2 separate regions of the Oryctolagus cuniculus genome follow, and region 1 is linked to region 2. A link is a contact called in public Hi-C data. All regions are on one chromosome and are shown on one strand. The core of a region is the stretch at or near the end of the contact, and the rest is flanking DNA. Distances in the headings are between cores, read along the strand shown. Region 1 overlaps LOC138845886 (collagen, type I, alpha 1b-like). Region 2 overlaps HDAC9 (histone deacetylase 9).

What was found. A called contact is a pair of places that touch in the nucleus more often than the background predicts.
Region 1: a contact with region 2 is called in a Hi-C map of skin fibroblasts, with 2.7 times the contacts expected there. The contact joins two enhancer-like sites. A contact is called at or near these places in 2 of 6 Hi-C or Micro-C datasets (ear pinna and skin fibroblasts).

Annotation. Positions count from the first base shown.
Region 1 is chr16:11,218,304-11,224,949 of mOryCun1.1, forward strand. The region is part of intron 2 of LOC138845886 (collagen, type I, alpha 1b-like); the gene reads right to left. Among named protein-coding and RNA genes, the nearest start is that of TWIST1, 23 kb to the right of the region's middle. Within about 2 kb of position 3,233, at least 4 of the 8 cell types and tissues checked have an H3K27ac peak or open chromatin away from gene starts, as enhancers often do. A contact at or near this core is called in ear pinna, where this site is marked.
Region 2 is chr16:10,780,907-10,787,251 of mOryCun1.1, forward strand. HDAC9 (histone deacetylase 9) reads left to right here. Exons shown (of 27, transcript XM_051853225.2): 10 at 2,467-2,589; 11 at 5,957-6,170. Among named protein-coding and RNA genes, the nearest start is that of TWIST1, 460 kb to the right of the region's middle. Within about 2 kb of position 3,790, at least 1 of the 8 cell types and tissues checked has an H3K27ac peak or open chromatin away from gene starts, as enhancers often do. A contact at or near this core is called in ear pinna, where this site is marked.

The DNA.
Region 1 (6,646 bases), core at 1,983-4,482, 440 kb after region 2:
CACATAAATTGCATATTTATAAATAATACATGGCATTATTTATAATATCAAAAGAGGGGAGTCTACATTTCCACCAGCTGATCAATGGATAAATAAAGTGTATTATATACATACAATGATCATAAAAAAGTGGGAAATACTGTTAGATACTATGAACCACTGATGAACCATGACACCAGGCTATGTCACAAAGAAGCCAGTCACAAAAGATCACAGGCTACATGATTCCATTCCTATCCATTCCTATTCCTGTGAAATGCCCAGAACAGGCAAACTATTAAACTAATATGTCAATTAGTGATTGTTTAGGGTTAGGGGATATAAGGGCATAAGAGGGTATACTGGCCAGGGTTCTCCAGAGAGACAGAATCAATAAGGTACACACAGGTGTTCACAAAGTACATGGAATGTGCAATGCATTTTAATCCTTTTCTTCTTTGAACTTTTTTGGGGGTACTCTTGAATACAGAGAGGTTAACATCCAAGAAGAGGGTTATTGGTGGAACTGGCTCCATTTGACTAAGGGGGCTAGGGAGCCCCCCGAGTAGGCCATCTGCACCCTGGACAGCCAGAAGGCTTAGTAGCATGTCTCCGTCCACGTCTGAAGGCTCAGGATCGGGAAGCTGACCGGGTAACCCTCAGTGCAATAACCAAGGCCTGAGAAATCAAAGGGCTCCTGAAGCATGTCCTAGAGTCCTGAGGGCCAGAACACCTTGAGTTACAACGTCCAAGGGCAGGAAAGGAATGGCATCCCAGCTCCAGGAGAGAGAGCGTGAATCTTCCCATCCTCTCCCTTTTGGCTCTGTCTGGGCCTTCAGCAAGGTGGACAGTGCCCGTCTACACCGAGGGCAGGACTTTTCCCATGCAACCCACTACTCCCAAGCTGACCTCTTCTTGAAACCCATACCCAGACCCCAGAAATAATGCTTTCCCAGATTGCCTGGTGTCCTTTAACACAGTCAAAGTGATACCTAAAATGAACTCTCATAGGAGGTGATGGGCAATAGTATGAGGTTTCTTTCTGAGGCGATGACAATGTTCCCAAAAATGACTGTAGTGCTCCCCACATTATGAACATACTGAAAACCACTGCCTTGTCCACTGTAAACAGGAAAACTCTACGGTGTGTGAACTATGACGTGAAAAAGCGGGGAAAAAAAATCTAGTCTTCAATATATCTCTTGTAGAATTGAAGAATATTCACAAATTCAGAAAAGCATAGGCCAAATGGTTTTGGCTTTTGAAGGCTGGTGTTAATTATGCCTCTGTTTCTGATTCATTTACACGCAATGCATCAGCTTGGTTTCGAAGGAGGCATTTGATGACTAAGGGGACCGATAAACTTTTTATTTGGTGAACCTTGGCTGGCTGTTTTCCTTTGTTCCCCCTGAACCATGATGCTGTGCTTGACAGCATTAGTTTTAACTTAGTTCTGGAAAGGTTCATTTCCAGTTCCAAACTCAGATCCCAGGAATTGCAAGGGACTCCTACATTTTGTAAAAATGCGGAACATATTATTTCCTCCGAGTTGAGTGATGAAGCAGATTACATGTGACACTGATGAGCAAGATAGCAAGTTCAAATGCTGGGAGTTTTTAACCATATGTAAAGTGATACACAGTGCCCAGAACATGCTTTGCACCAGTCCTCTTTTCCATGGCTGGGACATCGGTGGAGAGAGAAGAAAGCTGCCACATGGGTACTGCTTAGAAGAGGCAGAAGGAACTGTTACCATAAGAGCTTCTAGTTATTTTCCTGCGGTGACCCCTGCTAGCTCCCTTATACAAGTAATGTGTGGGTGTGGAGGAGAATAATAAAACAAAATATACTTTGGAGAGGGGTAGTGGGGAAGAGAAAAAAGATAAGTATTGTGAAATTCAAGTGCTGTTTCACATTTCCAAGATGGACAGCATTGAATGCATACCAGGGGATACCTCTGTGTCACCTGCTCTTCCAGCCAATGGTTGGAGCAACAAGCATGGTGCTGACGTCAACTCATCAATGCCATCATAACTGTCCTCATACTGAAAAGTTTGTCATGACTTTTAGGGTTTTTTTTCCCTTGTTCATTGTGTGGTTGGAACACATATAAGTAGCAGGATTCTCTTCAAAAGAAATAATAGAACTTGCCAAGAGTGATATGCAAGATCAAATTCATACCTAATGGCCATAATTACAAAAATCTTTGGGAAAAAAGCCTGCCAAGATGGTTCATTCTGAAACCAAGGGAGATAGATACTTAGAGTCTGTACCTAAGAAAGTAGAAGCTTCTGTTTTGTAAGCCTAAGACCCTTGGATAGTCAGAAATAAATAAAAAAAAAAAGAAAACTGAAAATAATCTGTTGTAGACACACACAGATTTTCAGGTCAATGCTTGACCCTTGATACCAAGGAAGTAGCCCAGCCTAGCTCCTCCTCTGACCTAATAGAAATCATCCTAATATTATTAAGCCAGAAACAGTGAGACAATCCTTCCCATTCCTGGGAAAGAGACATCTTTTCCAACTTCCCTTGCAGTAAAGCCACTGCAAGAAATTCAGATCCACCAAGGGACAGGAAGGAGGTGAAGGGGGAAAAGCATTTATCTCAGAGAATTAATATTACTTAGAGGTCCAGCCTACCCCTGACGCTACACACACACACACACACACACACACGCTTGAACACACATACTTGCAAACCCATTTACACACTTGCTTACACACAAAACACACGCTTTGCATGCACATTTGCACATGTGCTTACACACTCACAAGCTTACATACATGCTTGCACTGTTGAGTATATCTAGAAAAGGATATAAAGTGTGAGCAAGGCTAGTAACAAATTCAAGTTCGGGATAGAGCAGCCCCATGCTGCTCCATGGCTGCCAAGCAAGCCTAAGAGCGGAAGCTGAGGAATTCTCAGTTTGCAACATGCACAGGATCGGAAAGAGGTGAAAAGTCGACCAAAAGCGTTTTTCTTCTTTTCCACAGAAAGTAAGGGTGGTTTCTTTCCTGTTTCTGGGATGATGAGGATAATAACTAGAATATTAGCAAACTTGAGTAGTTAGCAGGGAATACAATGTGCCTGATCCTGGTGTGAATGCCTTACATAGATAACCCCATTTAACCTGCACGGCCTCCGGGGATCAATACCATTATGATCTCACTGAGCAAACACGGAATGCTGTAGAGAGATTGGGCGCCTTGTGCAACATTGCTTTGCTGAGATGGCACAGGGGAAATCTGAATCAAAGGCAGGCCTTGGAAGCCAAGGGCCTCACTCATACGTGGCAGGGAAAGGGGGGGTCCAGGGCAAGAACTCGGAACACACGGCCTACACATCAGTGCAGATTGCCCAACCACTCATCAACTACTCTGTGTACAATGAAATCCTGGGCTCCAAATACATCTTCTCCACCCTCATTAAAGTTCAATCACTAGAATTAACTATGGAGGGAAAAGAAAATTTGCTTAATTTATTTTTAGAACTTATTATGCTTGTGGCTGGGGGAAAAAGACTTTTAGCCATATATACAATATTTAATTCATAAAGCATTTGTTGAGAAAAGAATCAGGTGGGAGCGGGATTGAGGATTGGGAGAAACCGCATGAACATGACTAAAGGGTCCTATATAAAATACCATAAAGTTAAAAGAAAACACGTCTGCCCGCTACAGAGTTATAGCAGAGTTTCTCCCTAAAAATAGATCAATCGTACGATTTAAAGAATTCCTCCAGAGGACAGGGAGGGGACATGAAGAAATGGGAATATTTAAAATATTAAAAAATCCTTCTACAGGCTTGAGAACAAACGCGGCTTGAACAATGTGGCAGGCAGCCCATACTGCCAAGTTGCCTTTGGGGATAGAGACATTTCACTGCGTTCCTGATGGTGGAGCAACACGGCCAGCTTCCCCCTTCCTCCACCTCCCCTGCAGTAAGCCGTGGAAGCCGCCCCATGAGAAAAGAACAGGCTGCAGTGTGGAGGCCTCATGCTGACACTGAGCATCCAAAACAGGCTGACTCACGGGCCTTGTGAATCTCTCCTACATTGTTCTGATGAAGAAGGCTAGTTCAAGTCAAGTTCTGAGAACACCAGCTGGGAAAGGATGGGCGCCTTTTCTTTCTTTCCAGAAAATACCACCCAGCTTTTAATTACACATGCTGGATGGACAACTACAAACCAATAGTTTGTTCAATTTTGCTCCCATGGTGACAATTTTTTTTTCTTGGTAGAAGATAATTAAAATATTCTTAGGTTGCCCTCAGCAGTGTCTCCCAACCCAGCCTGAGTGGCCACTTTGACTAGAGGCAGCCTGGGGTAGGGGAGGTCACTGTGTTTTGTACCTGACAGGCTTAAAGTGCACTTCTGGCTCAGTCAGGAAATGTCTGTGGAATGCTGGGTAAATTAAGGTACTCAAATCTCTCTGAATTTGATGACCTTATTTGTAATCTGGGGGTTACATGTATCACACAATGAATCACTCTAGATTAGGGATGATGTGTATATGCCCCGTTCCCAGCTCATTCTAAGGATGCAGGATTATATATCACTAAGAGCCCCAGTCAGCACCCTGTGAACCAAATGTGTGCCTTACTTACCCCCTAGGCCCCTGGAATGTCATCCCTTCTGACAGAAAGGTGAGGTGTTGGCCTAGGCTGTGAACTCCACATTTGTTCTTTATAGACAGCATTATTTTTCTAACTATGCAATACCCTAAGTAGAATCATTCTGAAAAACAGAAAAAAGACATCTCCATTGAACTGATCTTGGTAGAGTTCGAAAAAAAAAAAAAGAAAAAAGAAAAAGGTCTGGTATTTAATTACTTTTGCAATTTTCCACCTCTCCCTCTCCTCTTTGCTGAACCACCCCCCCTCCAAGGGTGGTAACAGGTTACTAGACAATGTCTGTTAGGAAAGCATCCAAGGTGGTATCAGTTAGTTCTTTCTCATTCATAATTCGGAGTTAACAGAAAGTCAGAATGCTTGGACCAGTGCAGCAGGAAATTCTTTACACTGCTCCCCCTCCCTTCCACATCTGCTGCCTCTTTTAAAATCCATCTGCCGAAGTTCAACAGTGTCCCCAAGTTTCCTCAATTAATATGTCAGTGGGCAATGCCTCGTTAGTGACCCTGAATTTCTGGTAGATGAAACATTCCCCAAAGCCCTCCCATTTTTTCAGAACCATTAAAAATGTTCACAAAGAGATAAGGAGCTGGAGCAGTATTCACGGACACTCTGTTCCACATGCACATGCACACAGTTCTCAGAATGGCTTCATGTCTGTAGTTTTCCCCAAGCATTTGCCTCTGTCATTCTCAAGACAGCTGCTGCAGGAGGTAGGTGGACAATCTTCTTCCAGGTAAGGAGGTCACAGAAGACAGAGATATGAACTGAGCCAATCAACGACTAGGCAGGCTAACAGCCTGAGTCCTCTGTGTCCATCTGGTACATTCTCTTACAGAAACGTGTGCAAAGGCTTCAAAGGCTTAGCTGTTGTGTACACATTTGGTTTTTTTGTGTGTGTGTGTGTTTTGTTTTGACAATTGAATATATCAGCTATTTTTAAGAAGATTAACAGTTTGATTCAAATTACTGATCAATCCAGTGCAAAGAGTTACCCATGCTGTACATGTAACCCGTTGCCTTAGGGGCTGTGGTATATGGGACACAGGTGTGCTTTGTTAAGTCAGTGGGATTCAGGGCAATTAATGTTCTCTTTCTCCTGTCGCCTATTTAGCACACAGCAAGGCTGGCCTGTTCAGGAATCCTCATGTGATCCTTGATTGCATTACAAAATATGATCAAAAGACTCCACCTCAATGGGCATGATTGTGCTGCTTGCTAAACTCAATGGCAATTTATTTAAATATGATACTCTGCAGGAGGAGTCCTTCAAAGCAAAGGCACAACAGGCAGTTTATCATTTCCATGCGAGGCATTTGGAGTTACTGCCTCTTGAAAGCACTGAGGGAAACAAGGATAATGCTAGTGGAAGAGTTAAAATGTGATATGAGCGTAAGCCTCACTTTCTAGGCATAAAGCTAGCTATGTCTTAGAGTTAATAGCTTGGTGGTCCCTTCTTAACACAAATCAGCCTTCCAAACAGAAGAAAGGGATGGGCGTGGGTGGTAAGGAAATTAGGAGCGTGGATTCTAGACAACAATGCATCTGAGATAATCGGGTGATGCAAACACATCACTATTCAGTGTGTGGCAGAGTGCCGCTAATTCACCGAAAAGCTAAGTCAGGCAAATATAAATTAAAGCATGTGCAGGATGGGATTGTAAAAAAGAAGAGCAATTAGCACTGCAGTATGTGCACATCTGCAATAATCCTGTTTGATGCATCTTCTACTCATTTACTTTGTGGAAGGAAAAAAAAAAAAAACAGTTCCACAGGAGGAAATGCACAGCTTTGGGCCACTACAAAGCATTTCCAAGCACTGAGTGAATTTGCTATGTAAAAGTGTCGTCAAAGTTCTTCTTCAAACCCAGAACACAAAGGCCCACTGCCTCCTATTTGCAAAGCTGTGAGTTGTAAATTTTCAAAGCTTAATTTTTAGAAATGTGCTAATGACGACTGGCATTCACGTGTTCATGTTTCTCCCTCGGAACATGATTGCCTTGTTGATGGGGAAGCAGAGGTTAGAAAGCAGGTTT
Region 2 (6,345 bases), core at 2,540-5,039:
TCTGGTTGAAGCAGATCTGCTAAGGTCCACAGCTCTGAAGTCCTTTGTGAAGGTCTCACGTCCAGTAGTCTCTATGAGAAGAACCAACTACAGCTCATGGACATGGGTCACACAGACCTTGCCTGGCCTCCCAGGAATTCTCTCCAGGGTGCTCCCATCTATGGCGTTGCCAGAGCTCTCCTCTCAAGTCTGGTCAGCTGGTTCCAGGTTGCACTCCTCACTGCCTTCCCAGAAGCCTTTGGGCTTGCATACCTTTCCTCCTCTTCTCAAAAGCTGCTCTTCTCTCCCTTCTCCTCCATGGGTCCCTGTCCTCCACCAGTAGTTGCCCAGGAGTGTTTGCTTACTGTGGCAACACCTGAAACCTTTCTGATGGCCTTGGTCAGTTGAACAAGCTTCCTGGTTCATCTCACTGGGCTGCAGGATTGGAGGAATCACTCCATTTCCTCATCTGCGGCATACACAGAGTAGTAGCTTTACAGGGACCGTGAAGAGTGGGTTAATCTTCAGAAAATCCCTGGCACAAAATTTGGCACCCAGTAGGTGCTGAAAATCAGTATACCATAATAGGAAATGAAGTTACTCAAGTTTTATATGGAGGTGTCGGGCTGTGAAATATCCCCGATCGCTTTACTTTCACCAAAGCCGCACCCCACTGCCGTTGTTACATCAGAGAAGAAATCTATTTCTCCCTCCCTGTAAGCCTGCTTCCTGTGATGAGGGAAAAGGAATCACAGAAATTCTCTTGGAAACAAAGAGGCCTCGTCTGGGAGGTCTGTGGTAGTTTTTGGTGCTGTTCCCACCATCCCAGTGCTGTGAGAAGCAGCTATAACCTTGAAGGGATATTAGATGTTATTTGAACAGCTTATTTTTCCATATTTCTCTTCTGTGATTACAGAGAAGTGAATGGAATCCACTTTTATTTTCAGTGACTATTTGCTGCCACTAAGATAGTTACAATACTTTTGCCTCCTTATAAGTTCCTTTGGTTTGTGTTCAGGTACACAAATGTATTCAATACTTGAAATTTACATTAAAAGCTGATTTGTGTAAGCACAGCCGTGTCTTCCTGATAGCTCCTAAAATAAAATTGCAGTCTCATACCTCGTAATTTTAAAATCTTTTCCAACAACCTTTGTGCTATTAAGCCACTTAAATATTGTAAAGGATTCTATATAAAGTCAGTGTTAACGATTGCAATATACCTTTTGATTTTCATGCACAAACATCTGACACGTTCTTTTAAGAAGAAATAAAACCCAAGTTAGCTTGCAGTTCCAAGTTGCAGTGAGAAAACTCCACATTTAGCCTTCTGCTCCTATTATGTTAAGGCTGGGACTCATCTCCAAACAAACGTATGATTGAGATGATGTTTTGCAATAACATCCTGTGTTTTGGTGGCGCATCACTCTTCGGTGACATTCTGAGGGGGCATTGTATTAGCACATGATATTTTCCCCAGTTAATTGATATCCCAGGTTTGTCCAGAAGAAAATCTACAGCTCCCCCAAACATGCTTGACAAGTTATTATATTTACTTTAGTCAAAACCCGTGTGTGCAATATCCCTCTTGGAGGTGGTCTATTATTGGAGTCCCATATGCTTTTTGTTTGGGAAGAAAGCAGTCACTGTGTCATTCTGTTACATGGAGTATTCTTTTTCAGGGATGTTGTTCCCTTGGGGACCATATCAGGCCAGAGTTCTTTAGTCTAATAAGTCCTTTGTAACCCTCATTGTAGAAAAGTTCGGGGAGGGAAGCAAGAGTTAAACAGAAAATGTAATTCAAGCAACCATATTAAGCCACATGTGGGAAAACATGACTCTTAATATTGGATTAAAAAAAGGTATTTGTTGCACAAAGCACTGTGATGCCAAAATTTTCAGGGTGTTTCAGCTTAAATGAAGGCTATTGTGATGCCAGAAACTCATAACATTTTTAACATTTACTTTAGTTTCTGAATATGAATAATCTAAAAAATACTACGTAGGGTTGCATGTTCACAAATTTTTGTATTTAAAAGGAAGTGATTCCTACAGAAGTCCTACATGCTGAAATTTAAGCTTTGTTTCTTGGGTGACTTTTCCCATCGGTAAAGTGGCATTTTAACTCAGATGACATTGAATATACAATAGCGCTGTGTACGTGTAGTTTTTCCCTCAGTAATACAAACCAGGAATGTACATACTCATCAGAATTATGAAATTCTATTGTTGTAATTTATCATTAGTTGTAACCAGAATTTCTTAAATGAATGTGCAAAATGCATAAAAGCCTTTTATTCACATATGCCTGACAAAAAAAAGGCTTATTTCATTTTTACATGATAACTCTTACATATTAAAGTCATAAAACACGTGCTTAATATGTTTCTTATTTTTGATAATAAAACCTCTTTTTGGAATGTGAACATTTTACAGTAAAATTTTTGGCACTGTAGTATTGTGAGACTCTTTTTGATTTTTTAACAGCAAATGGTTTCACAGCAACGCATTCTAATTCACGAAGATTCCATGAACCTGCTAAGTCTTTATACCTCTCCTTCTTTGCCTAACATTACCCTGGGACTCCCGGCAGTGTCGTCCCAGCTCAACGTAAGTCATCGTACAGCTTTGGCCTAAGCCAGCCCAGGCTCTGTTTGCAGAGAGGAAATCCCTTTCTTTCCCTTCTTTTATTCAACGGTCCTTCAAAGAGTTCCTGAAAGATGCATGTTATGAAAAATCTGTGCATGGATTTCTAATGTTTTGGGCCCAAGTGAACCTTTAATTCCATTTTGCCCCAAACTTTTTGAAGTTCCCTCATCTTTAGATTTCAGAAAAACGTGGTGGAGTCAGCTTCTCTTTGACTGTTCGCTGCATTGTGCAAAGATGTTCTGTTTAATTTCAAGTCCTAGATTCATACTCATTCACAGGCTCGCATACAAAAATTGTAGTTAACTTTTGTATAAAGGCTTACAGCTTTTTTTTTTTTTTTTTTTTTTTTTTTTTTTTTTTTTTTATAAAAAGAACTCTCCAGATAGATGATGTTAGTAACCCTGCACAGCCAGGGTGAAATCACATTTCACATTTTCACAGAAGAAGCTGAATACTGGGGAGCTTAAAAGCCCCAGAATCACAGAGGCCAGTGAGTAGCAGGCCTGGTGTCCCACCCAGGTTGGTGCTGAGTGGTGCTGCTTCCAGTACACAGCAGCAAATGTTTATGGAATTTATCTTGCGAAAGGATTGTATTTTGGGACTTCAAGTTGCTGACTCCAGTGCTAAAGAATCCATATCTGGAAATACCCTCAAAGAACAATATCAAACCATTCCCAGGAGGTTCAGAGTGAATCAGTCAGTTTAAAAGCCCTGACAAGTGAAATAGGTAGTATCTTTTGGAGCTAATTGTTCTACTAGTAGAAGGTTGCAATAATTATTGTATGCCTGTTCCCTAAAATAACATCTCTTTTATTTGTTATGAAGACTTGTGAGCCTTATGCAGGGTAATTAATCTCTGACATGTAAGTAAATTAAATTGCACACATACAGAGGCCGTGGGATATGTTGGGTTTATAGAATTTATTCCAACCCTTGTCCCCAGTTTGGTCAGTCTTTTTTTTTTTTTTTTTTTTTTTTTTTTTTTTTTTTTTTTTTTTTTTTTTTAATTTGTTTTGAAAGGCAGAGTTGCAGAGAGAGAGAGAGGAAGAGAGAGAGAGAGAGAGGTCTTCCATCTGCTGGTTCACCCTCCAAATAGCCGCAATGGCTGGAGTTGTCTTGATCTGATTCCAAGAGCTAGGAGCTTCTTCCGGTTCTCCCACGCGGGTACAGGGACCCAAGGACTTGGGCTTCTTCTACTGGTTTCCCAGGCCATAGCAGAGAGCTGGATCAGAAGTGGAGCACCTGGGACTCCAACCAGCGCCCATTTGGGATGCCAGCACTGCAGGCGGCAGCTTTACTCACTGTGCCACAGTGCCGGCCCCCCAGTTTGGTCAGTCTTTACCAGCAAGTCCAGTATGTCTAATTGATAAGTATGTTCAATGCATAGGATAAAAGCATTATTACAGATATATTATCATATCTAGTCTTTTTAAAATAGTATAATGTTCCCTCCTGTGATATTGGGTCTTATACTAATGAGGAGAAAACAAAATTTGAATTTTGTTTTATATCTGGAGATTAAAGAATAAAGACCTAAAAATCATGAATTCCCCTAGGCCCTTCTAATTACACACGAAACATTTGTAACTAATTGCTTTTAGTGAAAAGGAAAAAGAAAGAATTAAGAATAAAACTAAAATATATATTCATGGGTCATATTTTTAATTCTTCATGTGTTAAAAACTACATTTCCCTCTCTTCCTCTTTTTCCCATCATTTCTAACAAAAAGCAAATTCTAACCCAAACACTCCTCAGGACACGTGAAGAGGCATTTTAATTCCTCCACTTTGGCATGTTTGAAGTCACTTCTCCTTGGTAACTCATACATGCACCATGTTTCATGTGGTCAGGGAAAATTTTTTCCCAAAGGACCAGGCACTAAAGCCAGACCATTTAATGTTTCGATGGTAATACAATTTGGTACCATTGGATGAATAAACCAGTGTGGTTTGGATTAGAGTTGCATTTTTTCTCTGCTTCCATTTTGGTGTGGATAAGGCCATCACAATTAATTTTTCAAGCTTAGCCTTGCTTTGGCAAAAGGACCTCCACTATTCCGTCTCCCTCCTGAATAGTGGGAACATTAACAACAACAACAAAAAAAGGCCGGGACAAGGAATCATTGTGAAATTAAACCTTGCATTGACTTGCTCTGTGACTCAGACAAATCGTTTACCTCTTTGTCCTTCAATTTCTCCGTCACTGAAAAAATTGCTTTGCTTCCCTGGTGCACAGCAATTTTGAAAGATGAAACATGAGTTTTGAAAGGAAACATGCCTCATAATTTGGAGGTATTAGACTTCTGCTTTTGTAATACCAAAATGACCACCATTCATTAAATTCTTTGAATAGGATAATTTATTATTGCTATTGATGATATAATTATTATTGCCTTATTACTGTGTTATCATACATTTCAAGTTCTTAATAGCGTTTTTATTTGATATCTAATTTCACTCATAGTTTACATTATTGTACAAATGTATCTGGAGTGTCATATTCAATATTTGGAGATTTGGGGATCTGTTATGAGTTACTATAAAATACATGTTGAAGTCAAAGTCCTGCATATTTTGTCCTCTTTTCATTGAGTTAATTTAAGAATTTCATCTTAAAAATTAGATATTAGAAACTTAGAGTTCTGTGAACCTCTTAGCATGTCTGAAAGAGTGAATTGTTCCTTTTTAGTGAAACTCCAGAGCTACAGATGATCTTATCTGCAGCTCTTGAAGCCCTGAGAAATCTGTGGTCAAGTTATTTGAAAAAATTTCCTTTTGCTTAAGCAATGTATTTTCAATTACTTTAGAAAGCAACATCCCACTTCTTAAATCTGAAACGAGCCTTTTTTAAATGGATACATAGAAATCATGTAAATTTATGGTTTAGAGCCTGATGTTCTGATGTATATGTATGTTGGGGAATGGCTTACTCGGGACAATTTGCATATATAGTACTTGATATGATTTATTTCTCTTTTGTGGAGAGAACACTTAAAATCGACTCTCTGTGCAGTTTCTAAAGGTACATTATATTACTATTAATAATAGTCATCATGTTGCCCAATTGTTCTTCGGTGTGACAGGAATTTTGTATCCAGCATCATTTTTTATATTTACCTAAGAAGCTAAATTGTCTCCAGTGCTCATCCAGTTGGCTTTTAAGTACTGCTGTACTTAAAAGTAAGGCTTTTTGTACTGTTGTCCCAGTTCAGCCAGTGGATAAAATGGGGGGTTTTATTTCGAGAAATTACAGCATAAGAACCTCGCCTGATGATGTGGAGCCCTAAGGACCCTCGTGGATGAACGTCTTTCTTATTTCTTGACACAGGCTTCAAATTCACTCAAAGAGAAGCAGAAGTGCGAGACGCAGACACTGAGGCCGGGTGTGGCGCTGCCTGGGCAGTATGGGGCCAGCATGGCAGCATCTTCCAGCCATCCTCACGCGGCCGCGTTGGAAGGAAAACCAAACAGCAGCCACCAAGCTCTCCTGCAGCATTTGTTACTGAAAGAACAAATGCGACAGCAAAAGCTTCTCGTGACTGGTAATTACCAATGGCCCCGCAGGCAGGTCCTCTTCGATCCAGTGGATAAGGGTGGATAGATAGCGCTTTGCAGGGCCCCCCCTGGCAACAGGAGCTGCGGGAAATTGCCCATGTGCATGCTGCCAGCTCCATGGAGTGGGCTGGAGTGGGGTGCTCACCCATGCCTACCAGGCTG